6 separate regions of the Mus musculus genome follow, and all the other regions are linked to region 2. Evidence: chromatin contacts called from public promoter capture Hi-C data. All regions are on one chromosome and are shown on one strand. Each heading gives the region's core, a stretch centred on a gene start, on an enhancer-like site or on the middle of the called end of the contact. The rest is flanking DNA. Distances are from core to core; before and after follow the strand shown.

The links. Promoter capture Hi-C pulls out the DNA fragments that hold promoters and counts their contacts.
Region 1: a contact with region 2 is called in a promoter capture Hi-C map of liver, with 4 times the contacts expected there. The contact joins the promoter of Zbtb11os1 here to the promoter of Cpox in region 2. A contact is called at or near these places in 2 of 39 promoter capture datasets (liver and pre-B cells).
Region 3: a promoter capture Hi-C map of liver shows a contact between it and region 2, with 2.9 times the contacts expected there. The contact joins the promoter of Cep97 here to the promoter of Cpox in region 2. A contact is called at or near these places in 3 of 39 promoter capture datasets (liver and pre-B cells).
Region 4: a contact with region 2 is called in a promoter capture Hi-C map of embryonic stem cells, with 2.2 times the contacts expected there. The contact joins the promoter of Senp7 here to the promoter of Cpox in region 2. A contact is called at or near these places in 2 of 39 promoter capture datasets (embryonic stem cells and pre-B cells).
Region 5: a promoter capture Hi-C map of liver shows a contact between it and region 2, with 5 times the contacts expected there. The contact joins the promoter of Nfkbiz here to the promoter of Cpox in region 2. A contact is called at or near these places in 1 of 39 promoter capture datasets (liver) and 1 of 484 Hi-C or Micro-C datasets (liver).
Region 6: a promoter capture Hi-C map of liver shows a contact between it and region 2, with 3 times the contacts expected there. The contact joins the promoter of Pcnp here to the promoter of Cpox in region 2. A contact is called at or near these places in 5 of 39 promoter capture datasets (the 3T3-L1 cell line, hippocampal neurons, liver and 1 more).

The regions. Positions count from the first base shown.
Region 1 is chr16:55,973,170-55,975,888 of GRCm38.p6, reverse strand. It overlaps Zbtb11os1 (zinc finger and BTB domain containing 11, opposite strand 1), which reads left to right and starts at 1,272. Exons shown (of 1, transcript NR_027965.1): 1 at 1,272-2,621. It overlaps Zbtb11 (zinc finger and BTB domain containing 11), which reads right to left and starts at 2,085. Exons shown (of 11, transcript NM_173026.2): 1 at 1,518-2,085. The coding sequence starts at 1,827.
Region 2 is chr16:58,668,903-58,671,856 of GRCm38.p6, reverse strand. Cpox (coproporphyrinogen oxidase) reads right to left here and starts at 1,649. Exons shown (of 7, transcript NM_007757.2): 1 at 907-1,649. The coding sequence starts at 1,429.
Region 3 is chr16:55,933,415-55,936,278 of GRCm38.p6, reverse strand. Cep97 (centrosomal protein 97) reads left to right here and starts at 1,431. Exons shown (of 11, transcript NM_028815.4): 1 at 1,431-1,526. The coding sequence starts at 1,484.
Region 4 is chr16:56,073,997-56,076,727 of GRCm38.p6, reverse strand. It overlaps Senp7 (SUMO1/sentrin specific peptidase 7), which reads right to left and starts at 1,324. Exons shown (of 24, transcript NM_025483.4): 1 at 1,150-1,324. The coding sequence starts at 1,189.
Region 5 is chr16:55,820,628-55,823,473 of GRCm38.p6, reverse strand. It overlaps Nfkbiz (nuclear factor of kappa light polypeptide gene enhancer in B cells inhibitor, zeta), which reads left to right and starts at 1,336. Exons shown (of 12, transcript NM_001159394.1): 1 at 1,336-1,706. The coding sequence starts at 1,421.
Region 6 is chr16:56,028,161-56,031,087 of GRCm38.p6, reverse strand. It overlaps Pcnp (PEST proteolytic signal containing nuclear protein), which reads left to right and starts at 1,371. Exons shown (of 5, transcript NM_001024622.2): 1 at 1,371-1,485. The coding sequence starts at 1,422.

The DNA of each region.
Region 1 (2,719 bases), core at 23-2,522, 2.7 Mb after region 2:
ATGAGAATAAGATAAACCTGTTAACCACTAAAGATTTCTCTAAGGAACAAAAGGACTACCAAAGAGTTCCTAAAATAGGCTTGATGACAAAGTTGGTAAACCTAACAAAAACTAGCATCTAGAACAAATGAGATGACTCAACAAATAAGGCTGCCAGCCCTAGCCTGCATGTACATACACATACACACAGCACATAAAATAGAATTTTAAAAACTTACTAGAAAGATTAGAGGGACTGGCTTGACAGCTCAGTAGTAAACAGTACTTTTGCTCTTTCAAATGACCAGCGTTCAATTCTGAGCACCTACCTGGTGTCAGAAACATCTGTAACCTAACTCCAGTTCTGAATCCAATGCCCTTCCCTGACCTTCGTGGGCAGCTGGTGCGGGCACACACACCGCCAGGGAAAACATTCACACACATACATTTTTAAAAAAATTAAAAAGAAAAAGGTCAAGCTTTTCTGCTCTCATCTACTCTCCAAGGGATCAAACAGTGCTAGGGTCATTATATTCTGCTCCCAAATAATCAATGATTTGATGGTACAGGTCTGTAATCCCAGCTAGTGAGGCACTCAGATCCTTAACTCAAGGCCGGCCTGAGTAATTTAGTGAGATCTTGCCTCAAATCGAGAAACAATCCGTCAATAAACCTGTTGCCTGATCTTTTCTCAACACACACTGCGTAACACAGTTCCCGAGGCTATTTTCACAAAGTAAAAAGAACGTTAAAGCGTTAGGAAACAGGATCCCTGTCACCGTGATTGGTGAGTCAGGGCTGTAATATCAACACGTGAGAGGCTGAGGTGGGAGGAGTGCCACACTCAAAACAAGAAAAAACATACGACACAAGTGTCATCATTCCTCCTAATAAAATAAAACCTCTTATGGTATGTCGGTCTTGTCCCATCTCCCGAGAAAAAGGATCTGGCAGTCTGGAAGGCTGCCTAATGCCCTAAAACCGGGACTCACAGCGACTGCGCCATCATTAGTCCTAATAACCACATTATTCCTTGTTTCTGTGTCGCAGTTGCAGAAACAGACATTTGGACCTAGTCCAATGGCCAAATCCGAGCGGCACTCACTGGGAGACGGCAGCCAGGGTTTGGGACAGCTTTTTCTACGGCAGAAGGGAGAGGGAGAGGGTAGGTCTGCCTCTGCCTCTGGGTCTCCCACCATCCCCTAAGGGCCTCGGGGGCGGGCCCAGATAGGCCGCACCACGCCCTCCACCGCCTGGCCCGGCCCCGAGGGAAGCCCCCGAAGCCCCACCCCGGGCGAGGGTCCGCCCCCAGCCTCCCGGGCCTCCTTCCTGTAGGGGAAGTGCGGCTGCTTTCGCGTCCCCAGCCCGCTCTGCTCCGCTTGGCTCGGCTGGGTCCCGCGGTTGCCGCGCAGCCGAACGGACGCACGCACGCCTCCGGGCTAAGGATACGGCCCGGTCCCCAGACTTGAGGGCTCGCGGGTGCGCACGCAGGCCGGGCCGAGCCGCCCCCCTCGGCCCCCGGGGCCCGGCGCACTCACCTCGCCACCAGTAGGTCTTGGACAGGTCGTGCCAGGTCTGGTGCCGGGTGTGGTGGGTGCCCCCGGGGCCCAAATGGGCCGCCTCGATGAGGCCCTGGCGACGCTCCGGCTGCAACACCACCTCCAGCTCGGCGAAGGTCTTGCGGTGCCGCTGCCGCCGCTGGTAGTAGAGGGTCCCGCCGCGCACGACGTAGCAGGCGGCGGCCTTGCGGATCTTCCGCTTGACATTGCCCTCGGTGCCCGGCGCATAGGGCTCGCGTTCGTTCGTCAGGTAGCGCAGGATGGCCCGGTAGCTCTCCTCGCTTGACATAGCCGCCGGCAGCGCCCTCGGGGGCGCCTGTCAGTGGTAAGGAGAGGCAGACAGCGCCGCGGCTCGGGAGAGGGGCCGCGGCGACCCGGGGAGGAGCGAAGGCGACGCCTGTGGTGGGCGCTCTCTCTCTCCGAGGGCGCCCGCCTGCCCGCCCGCCGGCAGCGCGGAGGGGAAGAACCGACCACCTGGTAACCAGGGGGAACTGCACTTCGGCAGCGCGCGGGATCCGCTGGCGACTGACAAAATGGCTGCTGCACCACCGGAAGTGACGCGCGGGAGCGGGGCGGGGCCGCCACCCCGATTGGAGCGCGCTACGGCTCTGCGCTCCCAGGGAGCCGGCGGTGTGACGTCAACACTGCGGAGGACATGTTGGAAGAGGGAACGCGCTCTCTCGGGCAGATACGGGGGTCCTCAGCAGACATCTTAAGTCTTGGCAGGGCCCTCCCCCACCGCCCTCCCTTTCCTTTCCCACGCTCTCTGTAAAGCCACGTGTTTGAGCGGTTCGCTGTTTGTTTCCCTGAGACCCTCCCCGTAAACGGTAACTGAGTCAGTTGTTCTGTATACTCTGAGACTAGATATACCAGATACCGCCGAGTTTGAAACTGTAGCAATTGATTGCCACTGTCTGAGCCTCTGGGCCAAATACTGTCGCAGTATTACCGAGCATTAAGTGCTTCAGTGTTACGAATTTTCTCCAAACTACCTAAGTAATTTTCTAGAAACATCACCATGGTGACGACTATGCAGGTCCAGATTGCTTAGATGATTAAATAACATGCAGAAGTAACTCTCAATCCCGTTTCCTTGTAATGCCCGGACGCTTTGTGCTTATTCCTTGAAGCTAGAAGGTTCCAGGCTTCCCAACCCAATGACTTTAGTTAAAGAAGCTATT
Region 2 (2,954 bases), core at 400-2,899:
ATGTTTCTGACATTCTGAGTTCTCGGCATATATTCATTAACTATGAAACAGAGGTGGAAAACAGTAACTTCCAAAGGTTACACAAAGCTGGCTATCTAGTGTTTGAGATTGTGTCTGGGTCGGTCAGTGACTTTTACCCTAAAACATTACAAGATGAAAAACCATGAAAATCAGACTGACTCCCATTTAATATAGACGTGGTAGCATCATAACTCACAATGGATTGATGATATACTGTTGTATTTCCAGCTTGGAAAAAGTCAGAAATCCTCAAGTTTAAAATTAAGGCGGGAGGGGAGAACAGGGAAGGACTACTCTGTTTGGAACAACATGGCCACCAATACATGACTCAACATGAATGGCATTCTAAGGAATCCTTCAAGAAATTTGATGATGCAATTTAGTAAGAACTACTGGAAGACTAATCAAATATTCCTTATATAACCCGCCAAAAAACAGTAGGGAGACTCTTGACATAGGGAATCTAGCAGACATAAAGGATCAGTGTTTCTTCTGCCTCTAATAGGGCAGGGACAAATGCACCCAGATGGATAAATAAAAAATGTGTGTGTTGGGGGGGGGGGGGGGGGGAGACGTGTTCAGTAACAAACTGAACATGAAAGCTTCACTTTGCTGCCTGCAGATGTTCTTTAACAAACCTATAGAAAAAAAAGTGCAACTATGAATTGCCAATATTTTCAAGTGACTTGTCCTACATTGTTGGCACCTCTGGGTCCACATCTGCAAGTAGAAAGCGAATGGCTCTCTCAATGTCAGTCATTCAAGTCTGTCCCTTCTGACAGATCACCCCCCACCCCCACCCCCCTGTAAAAACTGTTCTACTTTAAATCCCCAATCCTAAACTGCAACTGGTGCCCAACCAAGAAACAGGAGCTCTCTCCTCACCTTCTTTCCTCTCCCACCGGTCCACAGTGAAGTCGGCAACGCCATCTACCTGCGCCAGTGCCCGACACACCTGAGCCTGGGTCTCCATAATCATCAGCTCCATCTTGGTCTTCATGTCCTCCGGCCTCCTCCGCAGCTCCCGCAGCTCGGTCACCGGCGAGGACATGAAGGTGCTGCAGCGGCGGGCCAGCTCGTCCCCGTCCTCCTCCCGCCGTCCAGGTGAGGGGCTCCGCGCCCCCGAGCTCTTGGGCACCATCTCCGCCCGCTGCACGTGCCCAAAGGCGGCGGCTGCCAGCCCTGCCAACCCCGCCAGCGTCGCGGCCAGCCGGGTCCCCAGCCCGGACCCGCCTCTAGCCCAGGGGCCGTAGCCCAGCCCGCGGCGAGGCTGGGGACCAGCCGTGCCAGGCAGCTGGCAGACGCGGGCGGACGCGCAGCGCGGGGACGCGGCGCGCAGCTGAGCATAGTCGCCCAGCACCGCTCGCCACCAGGGGTCCGAACCCAGGCGGCCCAGCCGCAAGGCCATCTCCCGCCGGGACTGGGCAAATCCGATCCTGCAGACCCACCGGAGCTCCCAGGGTCCTGAGACCCAGACTCCCCAGCACTGCTACGTGGAGTTCGGAAGAGCTGCTGCGAGTGTAGGTCGCAGGCTGCTGGCGGGAGCCGAGGAGGCTGCTGGGAACTGTAGTCCCGTCCTATCGCCTCCTGCACTCGCCTGACCGCTCCCGGAAAGAGCAGATAAGACTGCACCCTGCGCACAGAGGTGGGTCCTGCTGCTCGCACGCGGGCCTCCTGTGCTGCCAGAGGACTGTGGAGGTGCTTGGACTGATAAGATAGGCGCTTTAGTCACGTACACCTTGGATTGCCCTGCTCGCTCACCCACAGTGAGCAAAAGTGGGGTTAGAAGGCTGACGACAAACGGGCAGAAATAACAACTCGGAGACACACCCCTTGTCTTCGTCCTGGCTGTGGGTCTGGAGGATGCACCCTTGTCCCTGTGCTTGGCTTACCCAAAGAGTTCAGGGTAGTGGGCTCCTGAGTAGATCCAGAGAAAATATTCGCACTCCGGTTTACTATCCTGGATCTCTGTTCTTCCCCATAGCCCTACCCGTTGAAAATATGAGGACAGAAGCTCACACATTTAATAGTTTTGTTCCAAGCATATATCATTGCCAGCATTATTTTATAGTATCAGAAGGGCTCATTTGCCCTTTAACTATCCTTGATGATTCTAATTTCTACTAACAAATAATAATCGAGGCCACTGGTTATTCTTTCACAAGCTTCCATTCTGGCTGTAGCAGGAATTGGAGCTCAGTGGGTATGGTTCTGACCGATATGTTCACTCCCCTGCTTCTTACACAAATGCAACCACAAACTACCTGGAGCAGCATGCGTGCTCAGGCCTGGCAGATGTGGCAGGCAAATGAATTCACGAGAAGTGACAAAGCTTGCAGAGGAGAGAAACCCTTAACTTTTAGCTGTAGTGTGCCCTGGCTGGAGGCCGACTTGGAAGAGAAGGAAAGATAAGAATTATCTTTTGGAAGGTTGCCTGGGTCTGGCTGGGCCTCCTGGTGATAAATGAAGCTCTTTAACGAAAAGGAATCTCTCTAATTTTCTGTAAGAAACTTCTCCTTTATGATCCTGCTCTGCTAATGTGAAGCTAGCCAAGAATAAGCCAAATGGGAAATTCAGGAGACTTGCCCAGACAAATAACTAATTGTGTACTTACCCTGAACAAATTGTGTACTAGCTTCCAGCCTGTTTGGATGTCTCTCTCTCCTGTTCTCTGATTCCACCTTAATCTTAATGTACAGTGCTTACTGGAATCCTTAAAAACAAACAAACAAACAAACGGATTTGTATGAGAAAAAAATAAAAGCCACCATCTTCCTAGAAGGGCATAGTGGCACACATATTTAATCCCAGCACTCAGAATGCAGAGTCAGGTAGACCTATATGAATTTGAGGCCACCCTTGTCTACTTAAAGACTTTCAGGATGGCCAGGGCGACATAGTAAGACCCTGTCTCAAAAGAAACAAAACCAGTC
Region 3 (2,864 bases), core at 182-2,681, 2.7 Mb after region 2:
TGTGTGTCTGATGTGTGTGTGTACATGTGTACTTGTTTTGTTTTTAGACAGAATCTCTCTGTTGCATAGCTCAGGCTATGATTAAACTCACTATGTAGACCAAGGTGGCCTTGAACTCACAGACATCCTCCTGCTTGCCTCTTCCAATATCTAACAATATATAGTCTTCCTCCCAACTGATGGGATTAAAATTTGGGCCACCACGACAGGCTTGCTTTGTTTTCAGACATATAAAGTTGTAAGACTGTTCTCCAAGTAAGGTGTCTACTGGTTAAAATGAAGGGGGGAATTCTTATTGTTTCTTCAGAAATAGAAAAGTATCTTTAGACTAAAGCAATGGGAAACAGAAAGGTCTTTAAGGGCAGTGATGCCAAAGGGAACCAGGAAAGAGGAAATGCTCTTAGAATTTTGAGCCTGAAAAGCTAGAAGCACCAAGTTACTGAATTTTCCTGAACAGGAATCCTCAGACTTCAGAGAGAGCCTTATAGCGAGTCATTCTATAGAGAAGCTAAAACCCTTTAAAATTAATTCAGACTTGTCAGAATGGGTAGCGGCCATAGAGACTTCTAGCAATGAGTTCTCAACATCAGTTTGTTTTAAACAATGTCCTTATAATGTGCCAGGTGGTAAAAGTGTTGAATTTCTCGAACACCAAGAGTAGCTTTTAGTACGTTGAGCAGTTGATGAAAGAAAGTGGAGCCCCCTTTGTACGATTGAGTTACCTTGTAAACCCTAGCTTAATTTTACTTCCCCTGTCAAGTTTTGTCCAAAGATTGTAATTTCTAGTTCCCGATTACCGAGTTCATAGTTAAATCAAAAAAAGATCAGCCTGTGCCCTCCCAACCAGGTAAAGTAAGTATTCCTGACTCTGGAAACTATTTTAAACTTTTTTGAATACTCTGGAAAAAGTTCTGGGTACATATGTATCAAATATACTCCTTGACCAAACTGTTCAATGTGTAAGAACCACCATTTAAAACAAAAATATCAGTTTCTGAGGCTTTAAATCTATTTAATTAGGTAAGATTGGGTAAATTGCAAATATAACGTATCCATTTGACTATGTCAAAATATTTCACTGTCATTCCTATAGAGAAGCTAAAACCTTTTAAACTTAATTCAGAATTGTCAAAATGGGTAGCTGCCATAGAGACTTCTGGCAATGAGTTCTCAAATTCAGTTTTAAACAACGTCTTTATAATGTGCCAGGTGGTAAAAGTGTCGAATTTCTCAAACACCTGGCCCTGGAGTGAAATGGTTTATCTAACAATACAGCTTGCTCACCAGATCAACTTTAGGTGTCAACCCGGGTCTTCTAAGCTTTACCTCCCACATTGTAGCCAGCAAGTCCCATCAGGGAGCCAATTGGGTCGAGTGAGTGCTGTGCATCCTGGGAGTTGTAGTTTGCAGCGCCCCACTGCTGACTACATGCTCTACAGAACGGCAGAAGACGGTTGCCTGGTGTCATTAGCAAGCGGCAAGTATGGCGGTGGCGCGAGTCGACGGGGCTCTGGCTCCGGGAGAAGGTACGATGATCCCTACCCCTAAATTCCAAAGTTTACTTCAGTATGTCATATTAAACAGTTGCTTGGTGTAAAGAGAAAGCCTGGGTTTAGAGGTGCAGTTTTGGACCAGTTCTTTTGATGAGGGGCTGTAAGCAACACGGAGGCGCACTTCCTACTGGGAGTTGTAGTCCCGCTGTCTGGTCCAGTCCCGCAACATTACTGTGAAGGCTGAATGAGGGACTTCAGTCCCCAGGAGCCTTCGCGGTGCCCGGCGCCCCTGTCCCGCGCTCTCCTTAGCCTGACTGGGGGCAGTGGGCTTCGGACTGCGGTGACCTTTCTGGGACGTTTACTTTGAGTTCCGAGTGCCCACAGGAAATTAGTGCAGCCTTTTTATTTCCCGTGCCTCTCCTTCTCGTCCGAGAACGTTCAGGAAGCATCTCATCTGAAACCGCATCACAGTCTGCTTGAACTCTTCTTTGGAAGTGACCAGTAGCCGTGGTAGAATCTGAGAATGACCCAGACACGCGTTGCTCCCCGATCATTCTGCAGGCCGGGTCCCGGGGTCGAGTTTGGTCTTTGTTTGGCAGAGCCCAGGTTGGGGGGTGCGCCTGTGCTTGGGAGATGCCTCCGTGGGGCGCCGACCTCAGAGCTTTTGTTTTGGTTACACTCTGAGGCGTGGTAGCAGCTGGCCCGATTGGGGCAGAGCAGGGTAGGTAGAGTTGAGGCTCATAACCCGGAGACCCTTGAGTTCCTACGGGAAGGAGTTCGGCTAAAACATGTGTCGACACTTAGGAATTGTGTGCGGACGCTAGGTGCGCTTTTCCAGGACAGTCTAGTTTTCATCTCGAAGAAGGGGCTCACGACGCCTCACGTGATAAGAAAACCGAAAAGCATTGAAACCCTCTAGGAGCGCAGAACCGAAAAATTACATCCCAAGGTAGCTCCAGTCTGATCGAAAAATTGAAATTGGCAGTTACTCAGGCCCCGCCCACTCTGATAGCTTCTTTTCTCAACCTTCCTAGCTCACCGAGAACAGCAGCAATAAGCACTTACAGAGCCATTCTCCCCGCCCCCAAAGAGCCAGATGATATTTTGGATGCCTTTCTCCCATTATCTCATGTTTTTATGTAGAACAATGTTTATATTATATTCTCACTCTTTTTCTTTTTTCTTTTCAAAGCCATGGTCTCATTATGTAGCTGTGACTGATCAAAAACTCAAAGAAATCCTCTTGCTTTTGCCTCTCCAGTGCTGGGATTAAAGGTGTGAGCTGTGCTGTGCACGTGGCTCATCCACTTTTTTTTTTTTTTTTTAAAAAAAACAACTTTATAGTTTTTAAAAAAGATTTATTTATTTATA
Region 4 (2,731 bases), core at 75-2,574, 2.6 Mb after region 2:
TTGGTAGTGGTGCAAGCCTTTAACACCCCAGGACATGGGAGGCAAAAGCAGGCATATCTCTGAGTTGGGAGGCCAGCCAGGTCTACAAATTGAGTTCCAGGATAGCCAGGAGTACACAGAGAAACTCTGTCTCAAAAAAACAGAAAGAGGAAAAAGTGGGGGGGGGTCGCCTGTAACCCCACCATTCAGAAGAGGTAATCAGGGGGAATAGGAATATGACCCCATCTTGAGTTACACAGGGAGACCTTTTCTCAAAAACAGAAAAAGAAAAGAAAACAAAAACAACTCAATGAATTCATCGACACTGTTTTATGTACTAGACAGTGCATTTCTATGCACACGGGAGCTGACTCCAGGAATTAAGAGGTGCACTTAACAGATGAGATGGATAACAATAACTTGTCGACGGGGCGGAGCTCTATCTCAATTTTATACAAAACTTAAAAGAGGTTCTTGAGTTTCAAGTCTTAAAACAATTCCAAAAAATGGGCTGAGATAAAAAAACAAAAACAAAAACACAACAACAACAAAAAACCCGGCTTCAAATCCTTTGACTTTCGAATCACTTTTGGAAGATGCTGGAGGCTGGAAAAGAAAAACGCTATTAAACGAGCCTGTCGGACGAGAGGGACAGCAGGAGTATTTTATTTACTCGAGGCGCTGCGGGGCGACCGACAAGCCCCGCCTTCCTCGCTTGCAGCTTCTCTGATCTGCCAAAGGAAGGAGGGAAGCCGGCCAGGCGAGGGGTCAAAGGATCAGAAAGGAGAGTGACATCTTGTGCGGGGAAGGTGGGAGCGAAAGTGAACGCGGGTGCAATTGCGAGGAAGGCGTGGCAGGACAGCGGCTATAGCCAGCAGAGAAGACCGCTGGACCGAAGACAATCAAGGAGCGTGTCCCGGGAGGAGGGAGCATACCAAAGGGGTGCAGAAGGGGCAGGCGGCCGAGGCTTTTCGACAGCTGCGGGCGCCCCCCCCCCCTCCAGCTCTCCATTATGCGCGCCCCCGCCGCTCCCTCCCTCCCTCCCTTCCTCTCTCCCTCCCTCTCTCCCTTCCTCTCTCCCTCCCTCTCTCCCTCCCCACCGCGCCGCGGAGCCGCCGCCAGCCGCGCAGGTACAATGGTCGGCTCGGCCCTCGCGCCGGCTCTCCTCACCTGATGAAGCTCGCCGACGCCCAGGCCTGGCCCTGTCCATCTTCTCCTCCGCCGGCTCCTCCAGTCCCACTTCCAGGCGCTGTCACCTCAGGACCCCTCGGGCTGGGGAAGGGAGGGGGAGGGGAAGAGAGAAAGCCAGAAGTGAGATTCGCGCTTGCGCACTAGTCGTCGCCTCCCCCCCCCCCGACCGGAAGTCCCTTGCCCCTCCCACCTCTGCCAGAGGTAGCGCTTCCTGGGCCTTGTTTAGCCTGCGAGCCTATCGTTCTGTCGTTGGTTAGGCGAAGGGGACTTACCCCACGAGGGTCCCTAAGGAAAAACTTGATTCACGATTTTTTAACCCGTTGACTTTAAAATAAAATTTGAGTTGACAAAAATTACAGATACCGAGTACCTCTGCTTTTATGCCTTTTGAACGAAATTACCCCCCAAAATATGAGAAGCTACTGTCTGTGGTATTTCTAGCTATTTGTCCTCAAGAAGGCTACTCAAACTTAGAAACAAGGACAGCAAAATGTAGTTGTTCCTGTTGTTTGATGTAAGAAATAAACAAATATGAGTCTTTTCTATCAAAAACTATAAAGCCTGTGTTTGGTACTGTTAGGCCTCAGGATCCAAAATAACAGTCGTGGCCCAGCACTTAGATCTCTGATAGATAAAGGCTAGCATTTGTTTCCCTTGCCTAGGAGATGGGGCAGATGGCTCCTCGTTGACATATACCTGTGGTTGCATATCAAAGCCCCAAAGTCCCCATCCACAAATACCCCTACCCCAGCCTCCTGGCCTCTCACCTTCCCTACTCCTGCAGATGCTAAGCACCAGGCTGTCCCAGAGCTCCACTCTCTGGGGCCAAGGATTCTTCCCCTGCACCTGCCATCTGTTACTGTCTCACCATCCCCACGCTTCTCTCTCTCTGCTCTTCCTGCGCCCCCTCCCACACAGGAGCAAGAAACTCACATCTTTTTTTCTCCCCCACCTTGTATGACATTTAGACACGTTGTAATCTTCCCACCCAGTTGGAGCCAGGAATGTTATGTATTCCCCTTCTCATTTCCTGTGTGCTAATTCTTTTCAAAATAGCCACTAGAATTAAGACTATAACATGCTTGACCCAGGGAATGACACTATTAGGAGGTGTGGCCTCTTGCAGTAGGTATGTCACTGTGGGTGTGGGCTTCAAGACCCTGGTCCTTGTTCTGTTAGTAAAAAGATAAGGGAGAGGAAGAGTATGTTTGGTGGCTGTGCAGTCAGGTGTGGGAGATGGGGTGCCTCCACCAGCCCATGCTGAGCCATCCCTTCCCCCATAGAGTTTATTGAGTAGACACCGGCCATGAGCACCATGAGGACATGGGGAGAGATGGGGGAGGGGAATGGGGAGACAGGCAGAAGGAGCAAGAGGACAGAGCAGGAGCAAGAAGGCAACAGAGCAGAAGAGAGAGGGAAGGTGGCCAACAGCCCCTTTTATAGTCAGTCGGGCACACCTAGTTGTTGCCAGGTAACTGTGGGGTACAGCCTAGACAAAATGCTAACAGTTCTAGCTGCCAATCTTCTGTTTGCCTTTGGAACAAGATGTAGAACTCTCAGC
Region 5 (2,846 bases), core at 87-2,586, 2.8 Mb after region 2:
CTTCTTCTAGGTCACTTTTTTTTTCCTTCTTCTTAGGCCACTAGGACTCCCCTCAGTCTCATCTTCTCTAAAACTGTTTCATTTCTGCCAGCTTCAGATTCCCTCACGTTAAAGTTCTAGTAACTTCGCTGGTCCCTGTAGGTGCTCCGCTCAGGTTACCTTTCACATTTATGCTATTTTCCCTTTGGCAGTCCTAAAAGGCACTGCGGATTCTTCCCTGACTCCTGGCCTTAATTCTTGGCAGATGATTTTCCTGCAAACGCTTTAGGGCCATCCTTTAGGGCTCATCTCATTCTTTGCGAAGACTTCCCCCTTCTCCCCCTCTCCACAAGAAAGTCTCTTTTTAGGCTGTTCACTGAACTTTGTACCTCTCACGATGTTTAATCATAGTCAGTTTCTTTTCATCGGTGTGTGTATACCTTATCCCCACGTGTTAAGATGTTACTTGAAAATTTAGACTTAATCATTCATTCTTTCTCTCCCTTAAAAATAAACTTCCCTTGACGGTTCGCTAGTTGGATTTGCGGCGGAAGTATAAACATTGAAAAAAGTATTCAAGGTAGAGGCATCAAAATCCCTGTGTTTATCAGGACTAGGTCAAGTTGTGCAGAATAAAACGTTACATAATACGTAAAAAATAATATAAAACATACAAAGAATATACACGCATATATGCGTATTCATCATTTTGCTAGAAGCTTTTTTCTAGTATTGAAGGATACGAAAGGGTAGTCATTGCTGTTTATTCTAATACTGTACTAAAAAAAAAAAAAAGATTGCTTATGGCCCAGATATGAAGTTAGAGAAACTGCAAGAGCTCTGAAATTGAGTCCAGGCCAGAAAGTCCGCGGGCAACCGCTTCCAGGTTTGGAGGCGGGCTAAATGTTGGAGGCAAGGGAGGAGACTGAACTCTGCACGCACCGCTCTGGCTTCCCACTCCCCGAACTGGGCGGACCTGTTCTTGCAGCAGCCCGGGGCTCCCGCTCGCCCCCGGGCATCGCAGCCCCTGCGCAGACAGCGGTTGCCGCGGACCCCGGGCCCCTGGGGATGCGGTGCGTCCAGCGAAGGCCAACCGGGGAAACTTGGAGCTGGCCCCGACGGGGGTTCGGGGCGCGGGTGCTAGCCGGGGTTTCCAGGTGAGCCGCCGGAAAACAACCGGTCGGCCCGGGCGGGGCGGGGCGAGGGCGGAGGGCACATTGCCTCATCCCGGGCATTTTACTGGAAACTAGACACATCCGGAGGCGGGGCGGGAGGCAGCCCAGGCGCCGCCTCACCGGGCGGAGCGCGGAGGAGGAGGTCAGTTCATTTAAATAGCCCGGTCCCCTCCGGGCGCGCACGTACTAGTCGCTCTGCCGCAGCCAACCGCGTAGCCATCCGGTGGCGCAGGTGTCTGGGGACCCCGAGCGCCTAGCCTGGGAGCATGATCGTGGACAAGCTGCTGGACGACAGCCGCGGCGGAGAGGGGCTGCTGGACGCGGCCGGCGACTGCGGCCTCATGACCAGCCCGCTCAACCTGGCTTACTTCTACGGCGCCTCGCCTCCTTCCGCCCCCGGCGCCGGCGACACCGGCTACCTGTCCGCCGTGCCCTCCGCGCCCGGCTCGCCCGGCTCCGACTCCTCCGATTTCTCCTCCACTTCCTCCGTGTCCTCCTGCGGGGCCGTGGAGTCCCGTCCCAGAGGTGGCGCCCGCGCCGAGCGCCCTCAAGGTACCCACCCGCGAGATTCCTTGCCCCTCTATTCGGGGTTCACACGCTGGGAGGATGGGGAGGGACTTCCCTCCACCCCCCCCCCCCCCCATAGTCGAGACGTTAAGCGGCCCCTGTGACTTCCTTAGCGGCCGGACAGACGCGAATAGTCATGAGTGATTAGATGCCTTGTCCTGATTCTGGCACGTTGTCCTTGCCTAGACCTCTGCGGAGTCCAGCGCCCAAGGGACCCTGAGGGCTAGCGCGCTGGCTTCCTGGAAAAGAACTTGAGAGCCTCGGATTCTCTTTTCTTCCATCTCATAACCTTTTCCCTTTTCACTTCTCCCCCGACCTCCGAATTCAAGAACCTCTGAGAAATTATAACACTATTATGAGGTTTTTGGAGCTGATGGAGAGAGATGTAGTTTCCTTCTTGTAACTCTTTCAGTGAGAAGCAGTGGCAGAGGGTAAAGCGTTGGGAACTGGATTTTTAAGACACCCGTATTCCTAATCTATTTGTAGGGATGAATCAAAGAAAACCCACTTTTCGGGACGTAGAGGAAAGCCTGGTTCAGAAAAGTGATTTAGTGTTCTGCGCTTAGTTTACGATGTTGGCGGTTCAGAGGCCTGCTCAGAATTCTGATTTTCTCTGTGTGCTTGAGAATGGAAAAGTTACATCTAGCGAAGCCCTTTCTTTAGCTGCGGGTTGTATGGTTTCCTTTCTTCACGAACCGAGTTGCATAATTTGGGGGGGTGGGGGAGGGAGAAACAGGATGCAGCTGTGGGTAGATTTAAACACCGCCTAAATTTTCTCAGTTGTTGGAGCTTCTCATCGCAATTATTTTAAAGAATGACCCCTTGCTGTTCCTTAACACTGGCTACTCATAAGCTTTGGTTGTCTTTTATTTTTAAAAAGTTATTTTTTGATTTAAAACACTGTGCCTTAAGCCACAGTGTTGCCCACAGCTCCCTGAAAAGCGCGGTGTGCGTGCTTTGACAGCCCTTTCTGAAGTTTGTAGGCCCGTGGACATCTGGCTGAACCCATCGATTGTTTCTAGTTCTTGGTTTACCACACAAGCCATGGGAGATTCCTGAAAGTGCGTTTTCTTCTCCCTATGACGTGGGCATGGAAGTTTTAACTCTTGTCACTCCAGAGGAGTG
Region 6 (2,927 bases), core at 122-2,621, 2.6 Mb after region 2:
TGGAGAAGTAAAAGCAGGTCTGTGGACAGCAACACTCAATGTTGCTTGGAGGACAGAATGAACTATATTCTCTAATACTGGGTGTATATTACAGGCTAGGAATTGACCAAATTTGGGCAGAGGAATGAGTATAGAGAAAAAGAAGTAAGAAACAGATGAGGCTGTAGCATACTTGATGCATGGATTTCATTGACACTAAATGAATCTACTAAAGGTTTCTAGGAGAGGCAGGACTTAACAGGTGTTTCCAATCTGGAAGAGACGAGTCCTGTATTTTACTGTTGAGTATAAGACAAGTGCTGGTGCTAGCACAGAGGCAGGGAACGCTACAAGACAACTCTTGTGCTGTTCATTGTGTCCATGAAGGTTAAGAGACAAGACTGGCACTAGCTTTTATGATAAAACTCTGTCGGATACTTTTACCTTGAAAGAATAGGGCGATTTAACCAGCAGACAGTTTTACTCCAGACAGTTTTATAGGAGTAAAGAAAACTCCTTGAAAAACACCAAGAAGTGAATAACTTCTAATTCAAAGCAATTCCGAACGTTGAAGCTGGGCTGGGGCGTATTTTAAACGTTATTAGAGAAGGGATGAGTGGAATAGGGTAGATACAAAGCCGACATCTCCAAACTGCAGTAGAGCAAACTACCCTTCTCCGTAAGAAAGACAGCTCCTGCCCTTCGGAGTGTAGCCGGGGATTTTGTTTGTTTTTTATGTATTTTTTTTTAAACAGGTGTTTGAATATATGCAAGTGAGTGTGAACTCTTAGTAGTCGGATTTCTGGAACTGGAGTTATCAGTTAACTGTAGACCACCCAACTGGGAATTGAACTGTCCTCTGAAACAGCAGGAAGCGCCCTTGACCTCCACGTATACCTATTTCTGCTTTTAATGTTTGCTTGCTTGCTACAACTCTCACGCTGAATTTTTCACGAATGCAAAAGCCGCGGAAATTTCTTCCGCCCCAATTTCCGTAAGGCTCTACGACGTGATCTTCCATAAGTCTCTTTTCGGTGTCATTGCACAAATGGAAACGATAATTGCACACCGGACCGCACTGGACGGTGTCAACACTAAGACAGCGTCCGTTAACTGCTGACGTTTCTCTGTAAGAACACAGCCCTATCCCGTAAAATGAAGGACCAGCCGCGACCACCGCTGAGCGTGGAAGCACCTAGGATTGAACCCACCGTTCCACGATCGGTGAGTCCGTACTAACCCGGACGTGCCATCCCACCGCCCAGTCCTCCATAGCCGTCACCACACACCTCGTTCCAGCCAACGACGTCACATCCGTCCCCGTCTCGGGTTCCAGGTCCTCTCTAGGCTGCGGCCTCGCTGGCCCGCCCGAAGCTTTGTGGTTGCTGGGCGGGGCCGTGACGTTCTTGCCCGGGCTGCAGGGGGAGGCCGCGGCGAGGAAGATGGCGGACGGGAAGGCGGGAGAGGAGAAGCCAGAGAAGCCGCAGCGAGCCGGAGCCGCCGGAGGTGAACACAACCCCAGCGTCGCGGGCTACGGGGGCTACTCCGGCCTTTCTTTGGGGTTCCCAGGGCGGGTTGGGGGGCTTTCCGGCATCGCAGGAGCCGGCGGAGCTGGCGCTCGCCCGGCCAGGGGCTGGGCCCTGATGAGTGCCGGGCACGCCCGGTGTGGCCCGCGGGGGAGATCGAGGTCCGCGTCGCCTAATCAGAGAGGCCGCCGGTTACCACCGGGCGGTGCGAAGGGAGGTGGGAGCTTGGCCCGGGAGTCCGAACAGCAGAGAGCTCAGGGCCCGCTGCGCACTCAGGCCGCCGCACGAGCGCCGAGCCGCCGCGGGCACTGGCCGCATGCCGGCTTTCCGAGGTCGCCGGCCTCTCGGTTACACGTAACGAGGGTTGATGCTCTCTTTTTCGCTGCGGAGGTGGAAGACCCCAGCCCACTCTCTGCTGTATTTTCAGACATAACATTTATAAACCCTGCGATGGCATAAGTCGAGGCGATGCAGGGGAGAGGGGAATCTGGCTCAAGCAGCAAACGCTTGAAATTAGGGTTTGATTCGCTTTCTTTCCGGTATCTTTCTTAGGCTGCCAGCAGCGGAGTCTATGTCAGATATTTCGTTGGCGTGGTAGGAAGGTGTGATCTTCCTGTAATTTGTCGCGAAATTAAACTCAGATTATAGCTATCTTTTCGTTCCTCCTACCCCCGTAATTTTTGATGGTGTACATAAAGGAAAAGAAATGCGTAGTCTCTTTTCCCCTACGCCCTTTTGTCGGAAGGATAATTAGCACATGCTTAGAATGTTTTAGCCTTTCACTGTTCTGGCTTTCTTCGGGCTTATCCTTGAAATACTTAAATGTGAGAACATATAGGTTCAGTATCGCATAAAGGCCAAAAGTAGGGTCTACCAAGTTTGTTAATTGCCGAACACCCCCGCCCCCACCCCACCCCCGGTTTGAGCTAGGAGCTCATTTAGCTCTGGCTTCCTGAGTACTGGAATTACAAGCCACGGCCACTTTCTCAGGTCTCTTCCTCATTTTGTTTTTTTTTAAAAATAAACTAGTAAAATAGCTAATGATTTTAGTTCTTACTTTAGACCTTCTATATGTTAAAAGTAGTTTGAGGAAAAACTATAGCCTAAAGTATCTTGGGGTGGCCTTGAACTTAAGGTCCTTTTGCCTTGACTGAGAACATCGTTTTAAGGTACTGCTAAAATGTACCTTAAACGTCTAAAGAAATTCGTGTGTATGTATGCAGTGTACTTGCCACCCTTTCAGTTGAGGGACATTCTGTCCTGTGAATAATATTTCCATCTTAACAGTGTTGGGGTTACATTGATTATTTTATGTTGGTAACTTAAAATAGCAGCCCTTTTCTTCATAATTTGCCTGATTTCGTAAAGCTCACTTTAATATCAGACATACAGGGGTCATGCAGAGTTTCTTAACTGAAACAT